2 separate regions of the Mus musculus genome follow, and region 2 is linked to region 1. The links are chromatin contacts, called in public Hi-C maps. All regions are on one chromosome and are shown on one strand. The core of a region is the stretch at or near the end of the contact, and the rest is flanking DNA. Distances in the headings are between cores, read along the strand shown. Region 1 holds the start of 3830408C21Rik (RIKEN cDNA 3830408C21 gene). Region 2 holds the start of Gpbp1 (GC-rich promoter binding protein 1).

Region 1 (7,629 bases), core at 806-3,305:
AATTAAAGACTGAAAGAATATTATAAACCTATATCCTAGAATCACCAAAGAACCAAAATTACTTCAATGCATAATTAAAAAAATGGCATCTCAGATAAAATCACTTGACTATAGAGCTATTTTGTAATGATTTTAGTTAAGATCTTTAAGACTGTAAAGAATATACAGTTTATTATACTTCAAGTTTTGAATTAACATGTAAGTCCTATATTTGTTAACATACTGCCAACCTACATTCACCAAAAAATAAAATGGCATTAGACAGCATAATGATTGCAAGAAAGTCATCTTCAGAGAATTGATAAAGCAAACTCCAATCCAAGTAAAGAAAGTATCCCTTTTCCGTTTGGTAACTTCTAAAGCTCTACAAGTTATAATGTATTTTCTCAAAAATATATAATACACAAAATAATCCTTCCAGTTACCAAATTACTTCAGCTGCAAAGAGGGAGAGAAAAAAAAAATCACTAACCACTTCCAACACATCATAAATAACAGGAAAACCAATCTACTCATGTATACTGATGTGACTTGATCAAATTTGGTAGAAACCAAGAAATGGGTGTTTTGGCCATGCCCTTATTAATTGCGGTAAAGGATGGTGAATAGGCCACAATTAAGTAAAAGGAATTGGGTACAAGTGAGATGCAGTCAAGAATCAATTCCTAACACTAGCATTTCATTCATCCCCTTCTACTCAGTTATTTCATTTACAATATGGATGATTTTCACTTTACACTTAGAAGTGATAAAAATATTTCCCCCCTACGAGGAACCTACAGCAACATCCATAAGCAGCCTATGGGTCTTTTTTTTTAAATGAATTAAACATGTCTCTTCCCCTCGCCTTACACTTCTCTCAGTTACCTCCCCAGGGTGTGAAAATATCAACATCCGGTCGCCCACCCTCTCAGGAGTGTCTCCCGTGGACTGCGTCCATCCTCTCTCCATCCTCTCCTTCCCTTTCAGTAGCATCACCTTGGTGAAGCGTACCGAGTATTTCTTTCCCGTTACTCCCCCACCCCTTTTCATGGCCGAGTGCAGCCTTCTCTGCACTTGGATCAGCAGAAGAAAGCAGCATGCTTGGGGGAGAACAGGCAAAGAGGCCTGACAACCGGATAGCACTTAACAACAACCGGATGGCTCCCCAATGGCCTCTGGCTGCCAGTCGGGTCTCTCGGTGCCGACATCCCCGATCTTCACGCTACCACCCTTTCCACGCCACCGAGGCAGAGACCGGTAAAAGGCAGAGTAGAGGCAGCGCGAGGCACGGGCAACCCTAACGGAGTCCCCTGGGGGGAGAGGACCGCGAACCCGGGAGCGGCTCCCGCCCTGCGGCCGGGGCCCCGCACTGCAGCGGCGCCCGGGCGGACCCCACGCCCGCCTCACCCGCACAACGCCGCACACAAAAGCGCCGGGCCGCCGCCTTCCCGCCCCCACAACCCGTAGAGCAATCAAAGGGGCAGCCGGCCCGACGCGGCCAGAGGCGCGGCTCACCATCGCTGCGCTTGATCTCCACGTAAATCCCGATCTGGATCTTGCCGAAGTTGGCCGTTGCCATCACCTCATCCGGAGCGGCGGCAGGCGGGCGAAACAGGCGGGGAGGGGGCGGGGTGGCGGCGGGAGGGGCAGCGGTGGCCCGCGTCCGCGCCGGTCCGGGAGGCAGCGTGGACGCGAGCGGGGCCGCGGCGAGAGCGGCGGCGGACGAGCGGGCTGAAGCCCCGGGCCTGCGGGCGGACGGGCGGACGGGCGGGCGGACGGGCGGGCGGGCGGGCGGGCGCGCACGCCGGGCGTCCGGGTGAAGCGAGGGCCGCAGCCGTGAGGCGGCGCGGGGGAAGAGTGGGAGGGCTCGCGCCGCCCGCCCCTACGGACGCTGGAGAGGCGGGGCGCCGCGCGCCTGCGCACACCCGGCGGCCCGCGGCTTCCTGCCGTGCGCCCGCGCGCTCGGGCTGCAGGCGGCCCCGCCCAGCTCGGCTGCGGCCTGGCGGCGGGCGGGGCTGAGCCGTCCGCGGGAACGGGAACGGGAACGGGAGCGCGCGCGGCCCGGCCGGGTACGAACCCGCGCCGGGTTTGATTCCGCACGCGGCGGCCTACGAGGCGCGGGAAACGACTCGCGACGTCCTTCCAGAGCTCCCGCTCCGCGTGCACGCTGCCGCAGGAACGGGTTGAGGGCCGAGTGGGATCGAGGCTTTCGGGGCGCGGGACTGAGGGGCACTGACCGATTAAAGAACTGGCTCAGTGCATTTCTGTGGCTGTCAGATCGCATGCCACTCCGGGGCAGCCGGTCCTTGAGGAACCTTATTAAGGCCGGGGCATGCCTGGTTCAGGCTTCCCATCAATTATGGAGGGTCGAAAGGGTGTCGTCCACCCTGAGTAGGAACGAAGACCTCCCCTTGCCCTTTACTTCCCAGCTCATTGCAATTCAAAGCGAAGCCCTCCTGGGCTACCAGCGGGCCTGTCCTGCTATCCTATTGCTTCAGTAGAGCTCAAGGCTTACTTGCCCTAGTCTCTAACTCCAGCAGCTATGACTCAAAATCAGAGCAGAGACTTGAAGAACGTTGAATAATGAGCCTCTTCTGCAGTCATGTGGCTGAGCTGACTACAGCAACATGGAGAGTGCCAAGCAGAGGGGGCCAGGTAGACAAGCGTGTAAACTGAAGTGTAACCTCCACCAGCTTTGTCGTAAATTCTTTGTAGAATGACTTACTACTCTCCTCAGTTACTCCCTGCCTGCCCATTCCTGCATCTTGGTTTCTTCATCTTCCCCCATGATCTAGGATAATATGATCTCTTCTCCTTCCCCCTGATTATTTAAATCTTCCTCTCACCTCCCTACATTTTTCACTTGTTATTTACTTTTTTTTTTTTTTTTTTTTAGATAGGGTGTCATTTGACCTAAGCTGGCCTTAACCATGCTATGTAGTGAGGATAATCTTGAATGCCTTACTGGTGTGAGCCATCACTTCTAGTTTATGTGGTACTGGGGATAGAATCCAGGACTTTGTACGTGATGAGAGCATTGTGGATGAGAATGGTTCATGTGCTTGAATACTTTGTCCCCATTGTTGGAACTGTTTGGGAAGGATTAGGAAATGTGCCCTTATTAGAGAAAGGGTTTCACTAGGATCAGGCGCTGAGGTTTCAAAAGACACCATTTAGAGTTAGCTTTCTAGACCTCTTACTTGTGCATCAAGAGGTGAGCGCTCAGGTGTTGAGGCCAGCATGCCTTTGTTCCACCATCATGGACTTCAAACCTAGGAAACCATAAGCACAGTGAAACACTTTTGTTTTGTCGGTTGTCTTGGTCATGGTGCTTTATCCCAGAAAGAGAGGCAACTACAACACCAACAAGCAAGTGTTCTACCAAGTGAGCTAAACTGCTAGCCCTGAAAGCCTACTGTCTTTGTAAAACCTGCTCCACCCACTCCAGCCTAGATGACTCTTCTGCCTAGGGATTCTTGCAAAGTGGTAAGTATCACTTTGTAAATAGACATGTTTGATCTATAACTATGTATACATAGGAACTTTTCTTTTTTTTCAAAGATTTATTTGTTAATATTTATATGAGTACACTGTAGCTGTCTTCAGACACACTAGAAGAGGATAGTAGATCCCATTATAGGAGATTGTGAGTCACCACATGGTTGCTGGAATTGAACTCAGGACCTCTAGAAGAGCAGCCAGTGATTAATGCTCTTAATCGCTGGGTCTTGCGCGCGCTCGACTGGCCAGGAAGAACGACGCTGCAACAGGATCCTTCTGCACAAGTTTATTGGGAGAGCTTGATTGTAGAGGCGAAGAGACCCCGAGCCCAGAACTGGTGCTGCTTTTATAGGCCTAGGAGAGGCGTGTCTCACACCCGGATTGGTTATGCACTACGCCTCATTTGCATGTTCCTTATCTGATTGGCTACTCTCTCTCTCTGTACCTCACAGAGCCTCATTATCATACCTCATTTGCATGTCTCACATCTGATTGGTTACTCTCTCAGTACCTTACAGAACCTCATTATCATACCTCATTTGCATGTCTCACATCTGATTGGTTATACTCTCAGTACCTTACAGAACCTCATTATCATGCCCGGGCCAGGCAGTGTCTTTGCAAAAAACTTTACTGCATATGTACACATTGGTTGTTTGTCCAAACTTATGCGTGGTGGCCAGCAGTAGTCAGTGCCACTCTGCAACGGCACATGTGGCTTCCCACAACTGGGCCTCTCTCCAACCCTTCCTCATCACCTCCTCCTCTCTCTGTCTCTGTCTCTGTCTCTGTCTCTTTCTCTGTCTGTCTGTCTGTCTCTCTCTCTCTTTCTCTCTCTCTCTCTCTCACACACACACACACACACACAAATTCTTATTGCATGGAATAATCCTGGACAGAACCAACTTAAGGGGAGAGAAGTTTAGTTTTGCCCAGAATTCAAAGGATACAGTCCATTGTGGTGCGGAAGACATGTCAGTGGGAGTGTGTGACAGAGGTACCTCACCTGTTGGAAGATCAGGGAGCAGAGAATGGGACTGGTCCCTGGGCTGAGATATAGCCTCAAGTTTTGTCCATTGGTCAATATCTACCAGCTAAGCCCCATGTTCCAAAGGTTTCCATAGTCTACCGAAACAGTACCATCCAGCTGGATGAAGACCGTGTGTGCCAAAGCCCCATGGGGCCTGTGTCATATTCAAACCATAGCATTATGGTCATTTGTCCTCCATGTTTAAAGTTCTGAAATGCCAATGGAACATAGGTCGCATAAAGTAATATAAAAGTAACTTTTACTCTCTTGTAATAATTGTCATCTCGGAGGCTTACTGCTTCCGACTGCTAACCTGTGCCTTGTCCCAGGAGCTTCTAGCCTCCTTACAATCTAATCTAGACCTAGCGTGTTTTCAGCCCCTGAGACTTTGTGCCGACTAAGCGACTAAGCTCACCCTTCCTTTTTCTTTCTGATCTCTGGCCGGCTGTTTTGTCTCAAACTCCTCTCAAGCTCACTGATTCAATCTGGCTTCTCTGCATGTCTGGCTTTTTGCTCTGCTTGGTCTTGAACTATCTTTGGCAATCTTCTGGCTCCTTCTCATTCTCTGGCTCATTCTATCTTCACCTGTGTCTAGCTTGTTCTCTCTTCAACCTGTCTCTGTAAAACTGTCCTAGGAAAACTGCCCTCTTCTTTCCAATTCTCTTTTTGTGCTGCTCTGTTCTCCCTCTCAATTCTGTCTTGTTCTCCACAAACTACTGTGTTCCTGTACCACACTCCCCTCCTCCTGTGCTCTCGGTCTCTCCCTCAAGTGGCTTCCTTTTCCTCTCTCTTCTCATGAGAGTTGGGCAGATCTTATTGTGTCAGATCTTTCTCTGACTCATCATTTTTCTGTCCTCTCAATGAGACATCACTTACAAACTCGGATGCTTCCTTCTCCCAACGAACTTTCCCTTCATTGTCTGAGATTAAAGGTGAATACTAAGGGCATGTCTGTATTCCAGCCAGAGGGATTAAAAATGTGTGCAAAGGGCTGAGCCACACCCTAACTAGAAACAGTTTCAAATATCCTTTCACAAAGTAACATGCTGTTAACATTAAGTAGTATAAATGTACTTAAAGCATTTCGGATTCAGTTTTCTGTTAGAATTCTGAGGTTTTTTGCTTGACTTCATTTGTGTTAGTTTCTAGTAAATAAGGAAGTAAACTTGCTTGGGTGTTTTGTATGATACTCATCATATTTATCTAATATCATTAAAAATAGTTTATTATAAAACAAAGTGGAAATGTATCAACATTGGGCTTTTATCCAACAACCCCACCACCACCACCACCATAAAGAAATTGATACATTTTTGTTTTTCCGTTTTCACTCTTTGGTTTTGTATTGTTTACATTTTGTTCATCCCCTAGATTTGCCGGCTTTTTGAGATGAGATCTTCGGTAGCCCAAACTATCCTCACTATGGAGGTAAGGACAACTTGGAATTCCTAATTCCTGTCTCATTTTCCTACCTGCTCTTGTTGCATCTATGTGCCACTGTGGTTGACTTATTTTGATGTCCCCCACCAAATCTTTCATATGGTATTTGAACTAAGCCGAGTTAACAATCTTTTTGTCCTGTATTGGTTTTTAGTTTGGGGTTTTGTTGTTTGTTTGTTTGTTTGTTTTAGTGGGGTTTAGTGTTTGGTTTCATTTTGGTTTCCATCTATCATACCTTCTGTATCTTTGCTATGGTTTGAATGTGGGATTTTTTGTGTTGTTTTGTTTTGTTTTGTTTTCCCACTACAAAGATTCTTGTGATTGGTGGTTGGTCCCCAAACTAAAGTCATTGTGGTGGTTGGAATTCTGAGCTGGGACCTGGTAGGAGATGACTGGATCATGAGAATACCACCTTCCAAAAGATTAACAACTGTCTCCAGAGAATGGGTTGGGTCTTAGGTGACTGAATTAGTTCTTTTAAGAGCAGATGGTTGGGGCTGGTGATAGGAACGCCTACTGCTCCTCCAAAGGTCCCGAGTTCAAATCCCAGCAACCACATGGTGGCTCACAACCATCGGTAATGAAATCTGATGTCCTCTTCTGGAGTATCTGAGGACAGCTACAGTGTACTTACATATAATAAATAAATAAATCTTTTTTTTTAAAGCAGACCGTTATAAAGCAAAGCCACCCTATATAAATAGCTCTTTCTACATGTGTTTCCTTTTCCCCTTGCTATGGTGCATCAGAGAATTCCACACCAAATGCCCGAACCATGCTCTTTGGACTTTCTACGCCAGTATTACATGCCAAGTATATCAGTTCCTTTTCTTCCTGCTGTCACAAGATAGCTATAAAGAAGCAGACTGAAGGAGGAAGAGTTTCCCCTGTTTCACAGTTTGAGGCAATGCAAGCCACCATGATGGAGAACTCATGACAGCAGAAATGTATAGCTGCTGGTCACATTTCATCTTCAGTCAGGAAGTAGGGACAGAACAGGAAGTGGTGCCAGGGTATAAAGTCTTAAGACATGGGGCTGGAGAGATGGCTCAGCGGTTAAGAGCACTGACTGCTCTTCTGAAGGTCCTGAGTTCAAATTCCAGCAATCACATGGTGGCTCACAACCATCCATAATTAGATCTGACGTCCTCTTCTGGGATGTCTGAAGACAGCTACAGTGTACTTACATATAATAAATAAATAAATCTTAAAAAAAAAAAAAAACCTTAAGACATGCCTCACTAATCCACTCCTTCCAGCTAGATTCTGTCTCCTAAAGGGTCTACAATCTTCCCAAACAAATGCTTAAACACAGGCACAATGGAAGAGGTTCCACATCCAAACCACACTACTTTTTTTTTTTAATGAAGCACACAGCCTCAGCCATTTTCTTATAGCCATTGACAATAGACTAAGACAATTTTTTATGCAAATTCTTGGTCTTCACCTACAGCTTTGCTTTGACTTCAAGCTCATGTATAAATTCTGTCTCAAGATTTCTACTCAGATCTATGGTCTAAGTTCCCAGTACCATTTTCTGTACTCTCTCAGAGTTAGCTGTTTCCCTTCCTGTCCCTCTGTGCTCATCAACTCAGTAAGTCCATACTCTGTCCCAGAGCCCCATAATCCAATTCCACCCACATCCTTGTCACCTACTCTCACACTGGGAACGAACA
Region 2 (7,436 bases), core at 4,795-7,294, 4.5 Mb after region 1:
TCACAACATCATTTCTATCAGTTTAATGAAAAGGCAAAAAAAATTAGAGTAAATACACAATATCACATTTCCTTTTTCTAGATACCTCATATCCTCAAAAAATTACCCTTTTCTTACATCATACCTGCATCTAAATAAACTATTATATCAAAATCTCATCAGGGCCTGTGACATAGCTTCCCAGGTAAAGTCACTTGCTGCAGATCCTAATGACCTAAGCTGGATGGCAGAGATACACATTTTTGAAAGAACCCAACTTCTAAGAGCTGTCCTGACTTCCTCATGAATGTAGGTGTGCAGACAGGTATCCCATACACACATACATACACACAGAGTCTTGCATTATAAGTGACACAGACAAAACCAACTACAGTGGTGTGGATCTGTAGTTCCTCGAAGAGGTAGAAGCAAGAGGATCTCACCAACAGCTTTAAAAACAAAACAAACAAACAAACAAATCTATGTAGTAATTTCAGTCCAAAAGCAGAAAGAAAAAGCCCTAATATTTAGATCCACATCTGTAAGGAACTATATGGTTAAAAAACCACATTTTAATTTGTAACTAAAAGTAAAGATCATCCAAATAGTTATCAACAAATAGCAAAACTAAACAGCAGCTTCTCTTTTCTAAGCTTATCCAACCTCTAGAGTATGTATAATCAGGGTTAACCCAAGAGGAATGGTAGAGAGGAAAAAAATAACTACAAGGAAAATGTTCAAAAAGAAGGACAGTGTAAGTAAAGTAACTGCCTGAGAGTACTGACTGGGCTGGGCTAGACTGTGTCTAGCACAGATGAGTAAATGAGTTGAAAGCATAACAACTAAGAGTACAGACTGGGCTGAGGGCACTACTCAGAGAGAGAGCTTGTCTAGCATGAAAGCACATCCTCAAAATCAAACAAAAGCCGTCAGGGGGATTGAGTGTGGGCAGGGTCAGATCCTAATTCTAAGCAAGCAACCCTTTCCCACACCACTCATTACACTGCTCTCCTTATAGTATTAAGAATGGATATCATGTAAAAGGAGCAAAACATGACACCATATTCTGTAACTGCTAGCTATTGTAATTACATTAAAAACTCATTTAGGACAAGAGTAAAAGGAACTAGAAGTATGAAAGAGAAGGTTTTTTGAGGGGTCTCCTCTGCCCCCCATTTTTTGAGCTTGATTGCTCTGAAACTGTAGATTTAGACCTTCCTGTCTCTTGAATGCTGGGATAAAAAGGCTCACACACCACTCAGGACCTACTTCAATTTCTTACTCCTATTAAAGATACACACTTTTATACAAGTAACTTCAAAAGCCAAATAATAGACTGTCCCAAGTGATAGATGGATGTTCTCGTCCTCATCAATTTTTACATAAATTAAGACAAAACCAATTAAAATGCTGCACACAAGACCTGGCATGGCAACATGCAAGTCAATTTCAGCATATTTAAGTCAGGAGGAGCCCATGTTCCAGGCCACCCTCAATACATAACTGTCTCAATATTTTTTAATTTTTAAGAACTACTAAAGATCTTTCAACACAGAAAACATATATAATCCAGTCTGTTAGAATATAGAGAACTGAACTCTAACTCCAACTTCGGAACAGAACATGTTAAACATGACTATCTGAATACTAACTTTTAGACTATCACTTCTTTAGGTTTAAAGAAACTAACATACTTCAACAGATTAGCAAGGGGGAAACTGTTTAGAAATAAACAACTTACTGAAGATATAAAACCTTGGAAAAGAGTTGAAAAAATTACAATTTTCTACTGAATTAAAAAAAAAACCTGCAGAATGCCTCAACACACAGAAAAATTAAATGTAATAACTAATAGCAACTAAAAAGCAGCCTAGGTTGAAGAACTGGCCCAGTGGTTAAGAGCACATACTGCTGTTGCAGATGACCTGAGTTTGACTGCAGGCACCCACATCAGGCAGCTGACAACTGCTTTTAACTTCAACTCCAAGTGATCTAATACCCCTCCAATCTCCCCCTCAAGCAAGTAATAAAATGAAAATATAAGAGAATCACTAAAGATTCCTACATTTGTTAAAAGAATTTCCGCTACAGCACATACTATCCAAAACTTAAAAAAAAGAAAAAAGAAAAAAACCTATCTTTGAACTTAGGCCATCAGGAAGAATAGAGTTTATAAGTTTACACGTACATATATCATGTTATGTATATGACACACACACATATACAGTTTAAAGATTAAGTCAGGGGTTGGAGACACGGCTCAGCGGTTTAGAGCATTGCCTGTTCTTCCAGAGGTCCTGAGTTCAATTCCCAGCAACCAGATGGTGGCTCACAACCATCTGTAATGGGATCCAATGCCTTCTTCTGGTGTGTCTGAGGATAGCTACAGTGTACTCACATACATAAACTAAATAATTCTTTAAAAAAGAAAAATTAAGTGGACTTGCTCAGTGCTTGTGCTTATTCCCAGTAACCTTTAACTGAAGCGTGTTGACTACAAACTGCTTCAATAAGATGTTTCAAAAACTTTTTTTTTTTTTTTTTTGGTTTTTCGAGACAGGGTTTCTCTGTGTAGCCCTGGTTGTCCTGGAACTCACTCTGTAGACCAGGCTGGCCTCGAACTCAGAAATCTGCCTGCCTCTGCCTCCCGAGTGCTGGGATTAAAGGTGTGTGCCACCACGCCCGGCTATGTTTCAAAAACTTGTCTGTAATGTGTTAAACATATAGAATTGTTGTACCTTAAAACAAGCTATTTCTTAAGATATCAAATTTAAAACCAAACTTGCATTATTCTGTGTTACACTACCGCTAAACTAGATCTCTAAACTATGTGTTTAGTAATACAGTCTAAACTCACACTTAGAAAATAAAGTAGTAATCAAGACCCATGACATTTACAATATAAAACCAACCAGACATCAACTGTGTAGACTTTCCTACGTTTGCACTATGCGCTCCCGCTCGCTCTCTCTCTCTATATATATATATATGCTATCATAAAGCAGAAAGTGATTTCTCTCTCTCTCTCTCTCTCTATATATATATATATATGTATATATATATATATATATATGCTATCATAAAGCAGAAAGTGATTACTGACCAGATGCATTTATGTTTTTTCAACTTTAAAAATACAAAAACTTTTAATAAGACTAATGTCTGAAACATTTGTAAACCTTAAAATCATCCCCATTTCAATTTGCTATATAGCTAAATGGCTGGCTATTTTCAGACTATCCAGAAATGTAATCAGAAACATTTTTTTCAAGAAACTGAAAGGTTTCCAAATATAACACGGGATCAATCTGACTCTTATTACAGATTACAGAGGAACATCTATTTGCTCACAAGTACTTACAAATTCCAAAAGGACTGCACAAGAAGGTGTTGATTTCTTCTCTATAAGCTTTATGTTTTCCAGTTTGTTTTTTTATTTTGTATCCTCTGAAATATCCAAGTTCTTTGAAGATACTTAACCTATGACTATTTGACATAGAGTTACTTGAAGTCAGCTACCCATATTTACTTTGAAGTTTTCATATGGTCAGATCCAGAGTTAGCCAGGTTCCTTGGATTTAAGAGCAAGGTCTTCTTTACTGTTCCATGTATTTGTCACTGTTGTACTTATCCACTCCAGAAGAAATAGCCAATTTATGTGCCAAAAAGCAGAAACAAAAAGAAAAATTTCACATCTGAAGATTACTTCTAAACATCAGCGTGTATAGACAAATAGCTATCTCAATACTACCATGCTGGTGTGAAAATGGAACATCTTACATTCCCAAGTAAATAAAAGATAAAAAGAAAAAAACGCTGTATTCTTTCAATGTCTTCATTTAGAAAAGCTGTCCCATTGTAATATGAAAAAAGCTGAAGTCAAAAATTACTAAAACTTTTAATAAAGGTAAAAAGAACTGCCACAAAACTTCAGCAATATTTAAACAGTAATTTGAAACTGCTGAAACTACTTGGTACACAAATCAAACATATCTTACAGTTTTGGCTGAAGAACACAAACAGGAGAGGGGAAAGAGACAAAAATAACACCAGATGAAATGCTTTAACCACTTATATAATCCGTTTGACCCAAAATACTGAAGAAATGGCTGGGACTTTTAGTAGCTCGTTGAATTTGTTCACTACTATCAATTCACTTCAGAGATGATTCTTGTCAATTTTAATGAACTTCTGGAGCAAAATTGCCCAAAACAAAAACAAAACTGTAATTCCAAAATGGCCACTTGAAATATCCGGGGCCTTTTAAACAAAACCTAGATGATGATCTTCATACGCCAAATTCAACCACCTGTAAAAGTTGTATTAGGAAAAAACAAAAACAAAAAACTTAAGTCAGTTTTTATTTTCAAATCAAAATTAACCCCCATTTGGAAAAAAATTTAACCTCTGGGGAAAAAATTTTTCCCACACAGCCGTAAAAAGAGAGCTGGGGAAAAAGTCTTTTCCTAGCCCTCGATGAAGTCTACTGAATGAAGGGAGTTAGAAAACTGTGGGCGACGATATCACTGAAGAGTTCCGATTTGAACTGGGAACTGGGTGCAGGTAGTACCCTGGAGGTTGCAAGCGCCCAACTTAAAAACTTTGAGCAAATATTCAAACTACGAAAGTGGCCCACGGTCTCAGCAGTGCTCTTCCCCGATTCTCTCCCATGTGCCAAAGGAAAACAAATGGACAGGTGGTGCTGCCACGGAGCGTCGGGGAACCCGACTCCGAGAGTGAGAGGCGGAAAGGAGCGTGACGCTCCTTCCAAAACGCAATCTCGGAGGACGGAGCAGCTGGATTGTCCCCACTACGGCTTAGTAGGAAGGCCGGCGGGCAGGCCGGCGGGCGGGAGGGGAGCGTGGCAAGGCGAGCGTGGCAGGGCGAGTGGCTACGGTTCGCCCGGGGGCTGACTCCCAAGCCCGGGAGAGCAGCGCTCGGCTCCAGGTGCTCGGCCCCATTCCCTTGAAATTAAGCAAACAGGTTTCGGCCAAAACTCCAGGGGTGGGAGGTGCGGGACGCGACCCGTCCACCCCGTTAAGGACCGTGCTCTCCCCGGGAAAATAAACAGGTCCCGTCGGACTCGGGAGCCGACGCGACTTCGGAGCGCTCGCCTTGGGCGAGCAGCCACCACCACCACCGCAACTGCCACGGAGCCCGGCGCGGCGGGGAGGGCGAAGCGCCGCCGAGCACACGGCGGAAGTCCACGGCTCCGCACGCCGCGACTCCAGTCCCCGGTCCCCCGGTTCCCCGGTTCCCGGGGCCGCCTTGCTGGTGGTGGCCCAGGAAGGCGCGCGTGCCGGGGCCTGGGGTCTTAGCCCGACGCCGCGGGCGCCCCGGCCGTTCCCGGCCTTCGCCGCCGAGCACCACCCCCCCCCACCACGGCCGCCGAGGCCCGCCGCCCACCTCGCCCCACGGCCGCCGCCGCCGCCTCCGCTCCGCCGGGCTGAGTCAACGCCGGCCGGGGGGAGGGAGGGAGGGAGGGAGGACGGGCGGGCGCCCCGCGCCTCACGCCTCACGCCGCCCCCCGGCCGCCCGCACCCTCACGCCTCGCGCCACCAACGCCGCTCCCGACCCCTCAAGCCCCAACGCCGACACGGGCAACCCCTCCCCCGGTCCCCGAGACTCCCGTCCGGGGCCCAGGGGACTGTGTTACCTTCTGCCCCACCAGAGGTGCCCCTGGCCTGGGGGTGCCGCTGCGCTCGATCCCGGGAGGAGGTTTTCGGTACTTTGAATAATCCCCTTTTGCCGCTTTTCCCTCCCCCACAACCAGTCTCAGTCCCAAAATGGCGCCGACCCGATCCGCAATGTTCTGGGCCAAGTCTCGCGAGATCGTGGAAGGTGGCGAGGGAGGGGGGACGCAGCGGAGAGGTTGAGAAGTAAGAGGAGGGAGGCGGGGCGAGGGGAAAAGAGGAGGAAGAAAGGGTGCGGAAGCCGCGGTGCAAACGAACCCACTGGGCGGAGCCGGAGGAGGAGGGCCTCCACCACAGAACCTTCTGGCCCAAGTAGCAGCTCACGCCCCAGGTCAGGGAAGCTCCGCCCTCTACGTCGGCGCCTGGGGGAGAGGAAGGGGCGGGGCTAGACCGGGGGCGGGGCTTTGAGGAGGACCCGGAGGCTGGGCCTGGCGCGGGGGAAGGGCGGGGGCGGGGCGGGGGGCGGGGCGGGGAGGCGGAGTCTCGGCGCGGTGACGTCAGGAGCAGCTGGAGCCGGGGATTACCCCCTGCTGCTGACGTGAGGACGGTGAACAATCCGGAACGTTCGGTGGAAGGGGGAATTCCCGTCCGTTCCCTGAGGAGCGCCTCTGTGCAGCCGCGGGCCCTCCCCGAGCTCGGGAACGGTGGGGTGGAGAGGACGAGCGCAGGCGGTCCGGACGGGCAGGCGGGCTCGCAGGGCGTGCGGCGCTTCTGAGTCTGCCCGGCAGCGCCGCGCAACCCGGAACGGCCGGCGGCGGGCGCCGTTCGTTCGGCTCCGCCTGAAGCCCGCCGTGGCTCGCAGGCCGCTCGGCGCGGGCCCTGAGCGCTCCGTGGGCGGAGCCGGCCCTGCCTGAGTGATTGGGCGCCGCAGTCGCGCGCCACGCGGAGCGTGCGGGACGTTAACACGCGGAAGCCGGGTTAGGGAGGCGCGCGAGGCTCGGCTGCAGCCACCGTTCCCCCGGAGTGCGAAGGGCTGCCAGAGAGCATCGCGCTAGTAATTCCTATTTCTAATAACTCCAAAGGAGATGGATTATTTCATCAGCGTTGTCCTGGGTATCCGCATAGCACAAACGATTATTTAAAAAAAAAAAGTTACGGTATTCACTTTCTCTACATATAGCCAAAGGTTCACTCTGGAAAGGTTGGAGATTTAATTCTAAAAGGAAAAAAGTAGAAGAAATGAGGGAGAAGCGTCCTAAAGAGGGAAAATCACCGGAGCGTCATTTCCCAGAAACTTTTTATATGCATTATAGGGTTTGTAGTTTAGTGCGTTACCCCTATAAGTTCGCCGAATGTAAACTCGCCTTAATTTGTACCTCAATCTTTACCCATCTTGCCCCCTAGGTACAAAGGGAAAAAGGGCTTAAAACTAAAGGATGCTTTTTTCAATCGTGCCAATGTCTAAGATGTGTTTTCCTCACTTTTTACATAAGCTGGTTTCATATTTTAGAAATGATCCAGTTACTCCCTGGACCTTGACTACTCAACCTACCCGGTTTAAACTTCCGTTTGTTTTAGGTGGGTTTGAATATGGGTCGAGTGGGGACGGGAGAGGCAAGGATTCGTGTTGCTTTCTCTAAAGAGCTATGTAGAGAACCTTGAACGCCCGATCCTTTTGCCTCTGCTTTACAAACTCTGGGGTCACAACCATGCCCCACCCCGCCCAGCTCTGTTTTAAGTCTTAATCCAAACTCTTTCCACTACACGAGACCTGAATCCATAAAATTAACGTATATTGAAAAAGAACTTGGGTTGCTTTTGAAT

Evidence for each region. A called contact is a pair of places that touch in the nucleus more often than the background predicts.
Region 2: a Hi-C map of uterus shows a contact between it and region 1, with 7 times the contacts expected there. The contact joins the promoter of Gpbp1 here to the promoter of 3830408C21Rik in region 1.

What each region holds. Positions count from the first base shown.
Region 1 is chr13:107,020,515-107,028,143 of GRCm38.p6, forward strand. It overlaps 3830408C21Rik (RIKEN cDNA 3830408C21 gene), which reads left to right and starts at 2,056. Exons shown (of 4, transcript NR_015471.1): 1 at 2,056-3,468; 2 at 5,885-5,941. Kif2a (kinesin family member 2A) reads right to left here and starts at 1,841. Exons shown (of 21, transcript NM_001374727.1): 1 at 1,498-1,841. The coding sequence starts at 1,561.
Region 2 is chr13:111,484,083-111,491,518 of GRCm38.p6, forward strand. Gpbp1 (GC-rich promoter binding protein 1) reads right to left here and starts at 6,045. Exons shown (of 13, transcript NM_028487.5): 1 at 5,636-6,045; 2 at 3,341-4,288.